2 separate regions of the Zea mays genome follow, and region 2 is linked to region 1. The links are chromatin contacts, called in public Hi-C maps. All regions are on one chromosome and are shown on one strand. The core of a region is the stretch at or near the end of the contact, and the rest is flanking DNA. Distances in the headings are between cores, read along the strand shown. Region 1 holds the start of LOC100381433 (Boron transporter 1). Region 2 holds the start of LOC100284375 (30S ribosomal protein S6-like).

The links. A called contact is a pair of places that touch in the nucleus more often than the background predicts.
Region 2: a contact with region 1 is called in a Hi-C map of endosperm, with 2.6 times the contacts expected there. The contact joins the promoter of LOC100284375 here to the promoter of LOC100381433 in region 1. A contact is called at or near these places in 3 of 25 Hi-C or Micro-C datasets (ear, endosperm and tassel).

The regions. Positions count from the first base shown.
Region 1 is chr3:129,609,187-129,615,445 of Zm-B73-REFERENCE-NAM-5.0, forward strand. It overlaps LOC100381433 (Boron transporter 1), which reads left to right and starts at 4,394. Exons shown (of 12, transcript NM_001174274.1): 1 at 4,394-4,792; 2 at 4,988-5,070; 3 at 5,163-5,355; 4 at 5,452-5,590; 5 at 6,060-6,225. The coding sequence starts at 4,689.
Region 2 is chr3:130,136,634-130,142,652 of Zm-B73-REFERENCE-NAM-5.0, forward strand. It overlaps LOC100284375 (30S ribosomal protein S6-like), which reads left to right and starts at 1,400. Exons shown (of 5, transcript NM_001157270.2): 1 at 1,400-1,743; 2 at 2,343-2,397; 3 at 2,503-2,559; 4 at 2,673-2,750; 5 at 3,216-3,986. The coding sequence starts at 1,489. The coding sequence ends at 3,703.

The sequences.
Region 1 (6,259 bases), core at 3,144-5,643:
AGATGGTGTTAGAACAGTCCTGCATGGGCTCTTGGGACTAGCTAGGCCAATGAAAATCTCTGTCTTTCATTTACGAGGGATTTCTTTTTCCATGGATCCCCTTCATTTTACTGGTCATCAAACCAGCCTTTCGTGATTTTTTTAAGCTCTCACAACTCGGTCAGTTATTTAACTAAGCCGAGATTATTACAATCGAGTGATAATAAAACATACAGGGAAAAGAAGTCGAATCAGCGAAACCATCTTCATCTTGTAGAGGTAGTAACTGAGAAAAAAAAAATTGTCTCTCTTTGCACGATAATAAACGTAGCGAACAGGGCTGTTTCATGTTCTTCTGGTATAATCACTAGAAGGCTAAAATATATGATCTGTACCTGTTGTTTAGTCTGTCATCATCTTAGTCGTTTCTTGGATGAAATGTCGAATATGATAATGCGTATAGGAGGGCACTTGCCAAATAGCCTGAGCTTTTTTTGATTAAAAAAATCTGCCTGAGCATTAGTACAACTTAAGAAGATCATGTCTGAATCTAATCAAACAAACACAACATCTTGCCACAATCATGCGGTGATGCATTTGGCTCTAGTGATCCAATCAACAAACACTTAATCATGGAGGCAGGTCGCTCAAATTACCTGTTTGCAAGTACCCAGTTTTTAAGAAACGGGTTTATACAAATTGGTGCACTTCCAAACATGTCAGTGAGTTTCTAAAACCGATTTTTGCTTAATAAATTACGTATTTCCCTTAGAGCATCTCCAACATTGTGACTTATAAAAATACCCTATAATTTAAAAATGAGTATATTTTATAGGATTTAGGGCACTAACAAAATATTCTGCTCCAACAGTGAAGCCCCAAATCTAGATTATTGGGCACCCCACTAAGATGTACTCCCTCCATCCTAAATTATAATCCGTTTGACTTTTTTTGCCACATTTGACAGTCTCATCCTATTCAATTTTTTTGCGAAAAATAAAAAATTCAAAGCCACATTTAAAGTATATTATATGCTAAACAATATCACAACAAAAATTAACAACAGTTATGAATATTTTTGAATAAGACGAGCCGGTCAAATTTTGGGTAAAAAATTCAAACGAATTATAAATTGGAATAAGGGAGTATAAAATAGTTTCGCATAGTTGTTTTTCAGCTCATCCGTCAAACATGCCCTTTTGAAATAGCTTCTTCCTAAGACTATATCTCTCTAGCAATTTATTCATCCTTATTTCACATTCCAAACTATACTCTATAAACACTGCAATCTGCAATACAAAACAGTATTTTACATGACCATATATGCACGATCTGCTGGCCATAGCCTAAAAGTTGTTTTCAGCTTCTCTCATATAGTCATATGCATAAGAAGCCTAGTGAAACTGGAAACACTAGTTTTTTTCAACTCTCTCTTGCCATCTTCTCTAAGAAGATGTTTTAGTAAATGTTTTAAAAAAAACAGTTTTAGCTTCACTTGGTCAAAGAACTGCTTAACTAGTGAAGCTCTAAGATATACAAAACAAACCCCCACATACGTGTAGGTAGAGGCAGTTGGATGATCTTCTAGTCTAGTAGAAAAGACTGGACAGTTTGGACGTTCTGTACTTATGTTACTTTCAAGATGAGCTCCTCGGGTTCCTGCTTACATTTTAAATAATCAACAGCCACTCACCTAGACCTAGCTCACGCCGGAAGTGCAGGTGCAACTGTTGCAAGAGCCTCACTGTAGCACCGCCTAGCCTGTGACCACACTCACTTGTCATGTCCCAAAAAAAACATGCATATTAACCACACTGTCAACGAAATCTTACCAGATTAATTAGCCGCATCGAACGGAACTTGTCATGACCTACCTTTTCAAGCAGGATTTGTGCTTCCACATCATCTTGGGCATTAATTAAGCTCTTGTAAATTGGAGAACACAAGCTCCATCTAATCCGGGAGACATTCATTTGGTTGGAGAAGCAGAAGTGCAGAACTGGCGGCATGGCCAATTAGACAAACATTCGTCAGATAACACCAGACCAAAGCAACAGTAAGAAAGATGCTGCCTCTTGCTAATTAAATACTACCTCCGCCAAGACAACAATCGTGCATGTTGCATTGGGACAAAGGTAAGGTCAACTCTTGTTCTTCTGGTACCCCAGCTGAAGCCTGAAGCAAACCTCAGATTTCTTGGGTTCCTGGTTTCTTGTTTTATGGGAAGATTCCACAGCACACATGACACCGGATGCAGGTCTCAAGGAACGCCGTCACCTTGTACAAGCACCGTATTATTAGGGAGAAAAAAGATTAATAATTCATGTGCACATCACACTGATGGCAACTTGAGGCTGATCATGTAGCAGATAACAGGTGGATCATCTTACTAGTATGATATAATAGCCTCTACTTTATTTTGTTTCAGCCTGGATACTACTATCTCCATGCATGCATGTGGAAGGAACTTGCACTAAATTTGCAGTTTACATTAACTGCAGCAGGTGTGGTAAAGAATGTTTAGGGTTTAGAACATTGGTGGTCAATCCTAGAGATGTCATCCACCATTTGGAGGTACTCCCTCTGTAAGAAAAAAAAATATAATACGGTGCCATTTAAAGTGGTTTACGTTTGGCTAAATTTCTAATGAATTGTATTCATATTTATGGCTCTGAATCAACTATGAAAATGTATTTTACAATTAATCTAATACTCTATCTATACTATACTTAAAGCACCAGTTTCAACGGTCGTCGCGCGTCATCTTTTTACAAATAACCCCTCACAGCTATTTTAAATTAATCCGTTGCACGCCTATAAATGGCCAAACGGCGGCCCGGCACGGGCCAGACGCGCGCGGGCCACAACTCTGGCCCAGGCACGTCATGCCGGCCTGCTGACTGTTCCGAGCCAGCCCGTTAGTCCGTCGGCCCATTTGATTAAATTAGCGTAAAAATGTTAAAATATAGTGCAGGAGATGGGATTCAAACTCATGCCCTAATGAAAGAAGGGTAGGAGACACTAGGTAAAGTTATCTAACCAATAGAATATCATGCTCAAATGTTTTTAATATTGAATATAAATTATATATATCTATATACGTTTTTTGTAAAATAAAAATATATAATCGTGTCGAGCCGGACCAGCACTACGGGCCGAGGCTACAGCCCAAGCACGGCACGACGTTCTTGGCTCTTGCAAGCATTAGGTCGTTTCTGAGACCACATTGACGCAATGGACTTCATGGTGTTTGATGTTGCTGAATTGGATGGAGCAACAATAATTTGTCACAATAACAGTAAAATGAAAGGTTATTTATTGGTTTTAAATGTTAGTAATTGCTACAAAGTAGCATAATTTATATGGAGCGCATCCAGTTTTTATTGATGCCTGACTTTAGCAAACACTTCATATTTTGATCTATCTTTTTATAAGTTTGAGTTTATGTGACTTATTTTAGAAACTTGAGCTCACAAACTTTCTCTTATTTGGTCTCTGTATTGTGGAATTATGTCATTTTACAATCTTTGTTTGTTCAGTCAGTCGTTGTGAACTTTCTTCTAATCGCTCACTTCATTGACCGTGTTGTACCAAGACATATTGGATGGAGTAAATAATAACATCGGTTAGCTAAATCAAAAAATATTATATGGAGAGCGGATACGATCAATAAAAAATCTTAAATTTTTTTGTTGATAAGATATATAGGTATTGTTATAAGCCGTCGCAACGCACGGGCAACCGACTAGTCTGTGTTAAAATATTAGTCGTCGTAGCAGTTAAATTTTATTATGTATATGTTCAACCAGATGTCAATAAATCTAGATATATATATAAAACACATATATTAAATATGGTATAAATCTATCAAAATACTAAAATAACTAATATTTAGTAATATTTATTTGGTAATAGCGAAGCTCGTTGGGTCCTTCTCTTCCCCTGGACAGCAGACAGCTGAGCCAGAGCTGCCCTGGCATTCTGGCCCTGCCTTGCCATCCGAGTGAACAAAACCAAAAAATTATTATTTGTCCTCTTGCTGACCACCCCCCCCCCCCCCCCCCCCCCCCCTCCCCCGGTTTTCCTTTTCCTTCTGAACTTAACAATACAGTGGTAGATAAAATAAAATTAGCTCCGACACTTGCTGCAGCAGTTACATGATCACAAAGCCCACCAGTGACACACCCCACTGGAGCCCTCTTGTGCTTTTGCTTTGCGTGCGCAGAGCTCAGCATTCAGCAAGACTCGCTGCAACAGTTCTCGAGCAATGCATTTTTTTTCCTCAGATAACTTTTTTGCTTTAAATTTTTTTCTACCAAGATTTCTCTTTGTGAATTGACAGTGGTGTGCCCCTCCCCTGCCACTTCCTATATATCTGCCCTCTATCGCAACTCCGTTGCTCTGTAGCGGTTACCTCCCTTTCGCTCTACTGCTCTCTCTCTCTCTCTGGACCTTGCCGTTCTCTCCCTCGTCGGCAATCAGCCCGCTTCCTGTGCTCTCTATGCTCCCCTTCCGTTCGTAGCCTCGGCCTTCGTCTCCCTCCATGGACCCGCGCTAAATGCATCGCGAGATTCCAAACCGGTAGCGTTTCTTCCTGCTCCATCCGCCGCAAGATGTAAGCAAGGGCCTCACTTCACACCCGGAGTGGGAGACCATCCAGAATACATCCTCAGATCTTCTTGTGTCTGAGAAAAAAGCGACGCCCTTCAATGGAGGAGAGCTTCGTGCCCTTGCGGGGCATCAAGAACGACCTCCACGGGAGGCTCGCCTGCTACAAGCAGGACTGGGCCGGAGGGTTCCGTGCCGGTATCAGGTAAGGCTAATCTAATCTTTGCTCGCAACAATCTTGCATTGTGCTGTTTAGGATTACAAGTTCGGTATCACCACTATGGCGCCAAAACCTTGAAACTGGCTGCGATGTCCTTCTGTTGCTGTTCTCAAGTTTGTTTGTTCTTGCCTGCCCCCAAGATCTTGAATGAAAAGGAGTGCTTTTTTGGGAGTGTTTCAGGATCCTGGCGCCGACGACCTACATATTCTTCGCGTCCGCGATACCGGTCATATCGTTCGGGGAGCAATTGGAGAGGAACACTGGTAAATAAAACAGGGGGATTCAAAACTTGTACTTGGTGGCGTTAGTTTCAGTCAGTACAGTGGGTGAGCAGAGGAGCTTATTTTGTGAGCAGATGGAGTCCTCACGGCAGTGCAGACGTTGGCATCCACTGCGCTGTGCGGCGTAATCCACTCCATCGTGGGAGGGCAGCCGCTGCTGATCCTGGGAGTCGCCGAACCGACGGTGCTCATGTACACATTCATGTTCAGCTTCGCCAAGGACAGGCCCGACCTCGGGCGGAGTCTGTTCCTGGCCTGGACCGGTTGGTAGGTCATCCTTGCTGTGTGTGCTGGCTGAGAATTCTATTGCAGATTTGGACGTTGTTTCAGCTGATCCTTGCCGTGTGTCATGTACGCGTGCAGGGTTTGCGTGTGGACTGCCATCCTACTCTTCTTGCTGGCCATACTAGGCGCGTGCTCCATCATCAACCGGTTCACCCGCGTCGCTGGCGAGCTGTTTGGGCTTCTGATCGCTATGCTCTTCATGCAGCAGGCTATCAAGGTTGGTGAAAGCTGCAGGGCTTTTCGGTTTCAAGCCATTTGCTGCTTAACCTTATGCTGATGCAGAAACTTTTTTAAGGCAAACTCCAGTTACCTTGCCTCTCCAGATTGCATAGTACTCCAGTCAGTCTGAATGCAACTAACTAGTGGAGAATCGAGTAGGTTGGTCAAAGGCATGTGCAAGTGCTGAAAAGCACATGGAAGCCAATGGAGATGTGAAGGTGTCTCCAGCTTCTGCTTTTGTGCCATTGGTCACTACTGCAACCAAATATTTCAGTGTTCTCGGTTTGGAACAGAAGTAGATAAAATTAAGAATGCTTCTTTATAAAATAAATGGTGTTTTTCTGGAAAAAATGTTCCTTAGAAATATTTTAAAAATGTCATAAATTCATATGTACCAAAGTAATTTGCAAGTTGACTTCTCTGTGGCCATCTGGATGTGTAAGCTCACCAGTCTGTGATGGGCACAGGGACTTATCGATGAGTTCCGCATTCCTGAGAGGGAAGACCGAAAGGCGCTAGAGTTTGTTCCATCATGGCGGTTTGCCAACGGAATGTTTGCAATTGTGTTGTCGTTTGGCCTTTTACTCACTGCCCTGAGGAGCAGGAAGGCACGGTCATGGCGCTATGGAGCAGGTATGCATCTGAAAACTGAACCTGTCCTGCAGAT
Region 2 (6,019 bases), core at 150-2,649, 520 kb after region 1:
GTGTGTGTGTGCTCTGCTGCTACTGTGATTAGTTTTACATTGCTTGCTATTGATAGTTAGGGCTAGATATAGAGTCAACTCGGCTCAGCTTGGTCGAGCTTGAGTTGGCCCATTAAGGTAACAAGATTTCTCGACATGGCCCGCTAGAAAATCGATCCAGAGAATCAGCTTGGCTCATTTGTGAGCTTGAGCAGGCTCGTTTAGCTTGCGAGCCAAAAAAAAGATACACATATATACAATAATAAAATATTAGTTAATTCTAGACCAATTTAACGCTAGAAAAGAGTATTAATACTCATAATTTCATATACCACATCAACCCAACACCAAACGCTCGTCAGCTCGCTCGGCTCATGGTTAGCTCGACTCAGATCTGACTCGACTTTGTTTCAATTTTATCATGAGCTGAGCTAGCATCTTAGCTCGGTTTGTTAAGGAGTTAGCTCGAGCCAGCTCGTCATCTCGAACGAGCTAGTATTTGTCAGCAAAACAAAGTCTCCACTTGTGTTGGATAAACTAATAAGTGATGATCTGTGTTAATTTGGTGTTGAATTGATGTTATATATAAAATTGTTAGTACTAATACTCTTTTAGTGTTAAATTGGTCTAAAATTAATTAACAATTGATTATATTGTTGTATATATACATATATTGTTTTTGTTGTTGTGACTCACGAACTAAACGAGTTGAGTCGAGTCGAGCTGATTCTCTGGCTTGATTCCTTAACGAGTCGAGCTAGCTTGATATCCAGCACTACTTATTAGTTTATCCAATATAAGTGCATGTGTTATTTTGCTAACAGATGGTTGCTCATTCGAGCTATTGAGCTAGCTCGAGCTCGGTTTAAGCTGGCTCGCTAACAAATCAAGATGATATGTTAGCTTAGCTTATGATAAAATTGAAATAGAGTCGAGCGAGCTTACAAATCATAAGTATTTTGTCTAGCTCTACTGACGACTTATTTAAAGCCTAATAAAACACATCAAACTGCGTTCTTCTGTTTATGCGCGAGCCGAGTTTGCTTAGCTTTAGTTATCACTTTTTAAACTTTATTGTTGTGATATTCGCATTATAAAATATAATTTGTTTTATATTAATATTATGTATTGGTTGTTAACATAACATTATAAGGCATTAAGATCGATAATAATATATATATTATTCATTTTAATATAATCTTCGTACTCTAATACGAACATTACGCCCGTCCGCCACAACATGAAATTTATTATACTAGAAAAAGCTCGACAGAGAAGGTCAAAACGAAGAGGATGACGAGAGGAGTACAGGTCGGGCCTTCAGCTAGGATCAAAAAACGATGGACGCACACTTGAAGGCCCAAATTTCATCTCATTTAGATGAAGGCCCAAATATCACCTTATCCTTCTCCTCGCCCGCATTTCATTTCGTTCGGCGTCCCCACACGGCCACACCGGAAAAAAGACCCCGGCAAGAACCTCGCTCTCCGGCGTCTCCGGCCAATACCCATGGAGGCCACCGCAGTGCCGAGGGCTCTGTTCCTATTCGGGACATCGCCGGCGCCGTATCGTATGCGTATGAACTGCTTGCGCGTAGCTATTGGAGGAGATGTGAGGCGGCAGGGGGCCGTGGCAGTGTGGGCGAAGAAGAAGAGGGGGAGGGGGCGGGATAGCGAGACGGAGGAACGGGTGGACACGCACAGCTTCACCCCCAAGCCGGGCGAGGCTGCCGGGCTGTTCCCCGAGGCCGTCCTGCTTAGAAAGGTTCGGTCCTTTTTTTGTAACTTTGTTCATCCATTCCCTGATAGGCTGCCTCTAGGTGCTTCTATCTAGTGTTCAAGCCTGGGAGATGAGAATAAGGACATAGTTGCTTCCGTGTTTCTGCTTGTAGATGCTTCCCTGAGTGCAATGGTTTTAGACTTTTAGTAAATGACTCGGCAGCAGCCATTACCTGAATGCAATATGTGTAAGCAGGCCTTCTTATTGCGAATGGTGGATATGAGATTTTTTTAGGAATATTCTAGTGTTATATGCTTGTATAGTTGCGTCTGTGTGTAAACCTCTACAGTGCTTTAGTTTTCTTGTATAGTAACCATTGCCAATCAATACCATCTTCTATTCATGACAACAGGGACATTTTCCTATAGAACTGAAATTTATGGAACGAGCACTTAGTAGTTTCCCACTAGAGGGAACAGGAAATAGAAAATAAAATGGTGAAATCTTCCCAAGGCAAATGAAAATTATGGATTTGGTCAGTTGTGGTAGAAACAGGAGATTCTTTTAAGCTTTATATAGGGAAGCTTGAAAGCTATTGCAATAGGCTTAATAACTACATGCTTTTTATTCTTGTTGTTTTGTAGAAAATGGTGAGAGAGGATGGTCAAGTGTCACCAGAATTTGCTGATGCAGACGAAGGTTCGCTTTTCTGCTATAAAGTTTTTTAGATGTCCATTTTGGTACCGTAAAGATCCTTTTTATGGTTCATGTGAATATTATTATCATTCTAATCCTTTTTTGCAGAAAAGCTGTATGATTTTCTTAATATTGAGCTAGAAAGTGATTTAAATCTGAAAAGAAGTAAGAGCTCTTTTCTTTCCTCTTATGTCCAGCTATTGTTTTCTATTTTGGCATCGCTTGCTGTTCATTTGTGCTGGCTTTCTAAGTTCAGTTTGAACTTCATCCTTTTACAGTGCGGCACTATGAAGTAGTTTATCTAATTCATGAGGACCGTGTTGAAGAAGTTGAAAATGTTGTATCAAAAGTACAAGGTATGTCTATCAACACTCAGACATCACTTGTGTGGTGGTGACTTTTTTTAGCACGCTGTAGTTCTCTCTCTCTCTCTCTCTCTCTCTCTCTAATATACTAACTAAATGAGTTAATCTTAACCACCTAGAGCTAGAGGAAAACTAAGGTACTTATATGTCATGTTCTGCCTGTAGGTTAGGCACTCTTATAATAAGGCCTTTTCCTGCTAGACTTGCTAGTGTTATCTGATTTGCTTTTGCTGCCTTTGTGCTTCCCATCCTTATGTGCAATCTCTAGGCCAGGAAGGAAAATGTTGTTTTTCTATTCCTTGCTGTTTTGCTGTACGTGTTTCTATTATATTTGCTTCAATCAGCCAATATACCTGAGCTTATCTCTTTTTTTTTACATTTTATGAAATAGTCTAACAGTTGGTAAATATACTACTGAAGAGTTAACATACAACTATTTTTTTTGTTCCCTTGTAGATTTTATCAGGGAGAAGAAAGGAAGGATATGGAGGCTTAACAATTGGGGGCTGCGCAGGCTTGCTTACAAAATAAAGAAAGCAACACATGCCAATTACATTTTAATGAACTTTGAGATAGAGTCAAGATACATCAATGACTTCAAGACCCTGCTAGACAAGGATGAGAGGATCATCAGACATCTGGTTATGAAACGGGATGAGGCAATTACTGAAGATTGCCCTCCCCCACCAGTATTTCACACTCTGCGAGCTCAACAATATTTTGATGATGAATATGAAGATGAGGGGGAAGAGGAAGAGGATGAGGATGCTAGGAGTGAGCCAAAGTCTGCCAATTATGATGAGGATGATGTTGAAGCTGATGATGAGCCTGAAATTATTTATGTCGATGAAGCTGATGAGGATAATTACGAAGACACTAGAAGAAGGAACACAAAGCTAAAGGTGAAGAAGTATACATCAGAGAAGGTATTGAGGCAGCATTAGTGTATGGTTTTCCACTTAGTTTAAGTCTTTTTAGCTCTTATAGAAAGGACTATCTGTGTCTGTATGATGAGGAAGTTTCACTTAGGTGTTTTTTTCTGATGCCAAGGACCACTGCATGATAATGAGATAGGTATATGTGCTATGGTTGGTACAGCCCTTGTAAATGCTTTCTTTAGTGCACCTTTGTTTTTGTGCAACTTTATTTTCCAAGGAAACCAAAAGCTTAAATACTATATTATTAGTTTGAATACAGCCTTCTCGGACTGCAAATAAGGTATGAGTACACGCAAAGACCCCAAAGATGCTTGCCTCAGCCATTCAGCAGGAGCGGGGGTTGTGTGAATCTTGTAGCATTCCCAGGGGTAACTTGTTGGAAGCAACCCTTTGGTTTCTGCTTTAAATTTGTGCATGCATCAAGTATTTGGAGCATAAAAGCTCCTCCAATTTTGTTGATCTGCAAGTTGTTGGCAGGCTTCTCTTTTTTTGTTCATTTCTCTTTATTTTAGAAGGCTAACTTCATGTGTGTGCAAGTTTTGTATTTGGTTGGAGAGTCCGTGTTTCTTTTGTTGACGACCGAACATGCTAGATTCATTTTATTACACCAAATATATCAGCACCTCATCACTAGTTCAGCGGGTTTGTTGACGTGTACTTGACTAGTTTTTGAAGCCAGAGAGCAGGGGCTAGTATTCCAAACATTTTTTGAAGGAATGGAATTGACCCAGTTTTAAGGAAAACCGGGTCCAAAGCCTACATAGAGCACACGGTAGAAAAACCAGCGAACGCCGTAACAAACAACCTAGACAACGACAACCCCCGCACACAAACATCTAGAGTCATCGTTGCCAAGCTCAAACACAAGAGATGAGCAGCTTCGACTTCCCAAGACGAGCCACACACTGCCAAAGAAGCAACTCGACAACGCTTACATCCAGACACCGACGCAAGGAATAAGACCGTGGCACGCCATCGTTTCCAAACATTATTTATTGGAGGAACTTGTACTATTATGTACTGACAAAACATGACCGCGTTGCCAACTTGATTCAGGTCATGTGATGACAAGGAATGATGGTTGCGAGGGGACCTTGCACAAACTTCATCAATGATCAAGCACTAAGGAATGTTCAGGACTGTTTTGTATTAATTGCCTCACAAGTTTCTATCAAATGATCAACAACTAGCATTTAGTTCGGGAATCTTGCTCGCTTCTCAGCTAACTTGTAGCATTTCACCTGCAAGTCTTGAGGTAATCATGCATCTGATCTGCTATTATTGGAGGAAACTCCTTGATTGATCAGCCTATCGTCACCACTTTATTTCGCATGTTTCAGATTACCACACCAACGGGCTTTTTTTTTTTTTGCCATCTCGGATTTTTTTAATGTGATGGCTTGTGTTCGCTTGTTTTACATCTGGCAGCTCCATATTTCTGCTACTTCTTTTCTTAAAAAAAATAAAGAATTATGGCCACCTCATTTTCTTCTACCATAATTTGCTTTATGTTTCATTTAGTTGGGTTTCAGATGATATCGTGATCAGCTGTGTATACTATAGCCCAGGACTTGTAATCTGTACCTCGCTGCTTGAGTCCATCATAAATATGGTCTGCTAGTAATTAGAGGAATCTTCGCGATTGATCTGCCTGTTATCTCGCTGTAATCTACTTCATGTCGTTGTAGGGTCCATTTCATGACTGATCGGCCTAAACGTTTCTCAATCAGTGTACTGCTAGACATGGTACACGCTCCTATGTCTCCAATCAGACATTGTGGCTATGATCCGGTGGCATTTATCGTCGCCAGCCATTGCTGGTTGCTGGCTGTATCGCGCTGCTGGTTTCCACAATGTTTAGTGGATTGTGTGTTGGCTTGCCCTCTACTGGCTGTACACATTTGTTCTTGATTTTGATTGAAGCCGCCGTTGGCACGCGTAGTCGGTAACCTGATGTTCCAGTTTTGTCGCCTGACAAACTGAAACACAGACGACGTATGTGTGAAAAACAACAAGAGATGTAAATGTTTGTGTTCACCTGTTCCAAACTTATGAAGCTTTTCACTGCCTTTCCATCGAGAGCTGTGATGGATCGATCTGAACCCGTCGTACCTCCTTAGGCCTTGTTCGTTTCTGCCGGATTGATGGGTCGGAACGATTTCTAACCGGATTACTTCTCTAATTTATATAAACTTTGATTAGGTGGAACGATTCCGGGTGCAATCCGATGGAAACGAACAAGACCTTAAGCATCTCGTTAAGCATCGTAGGTAGTTTCTTTCTGACTTCGCACAGAGGATTCAGTTGGATCGCTTCTCCTAC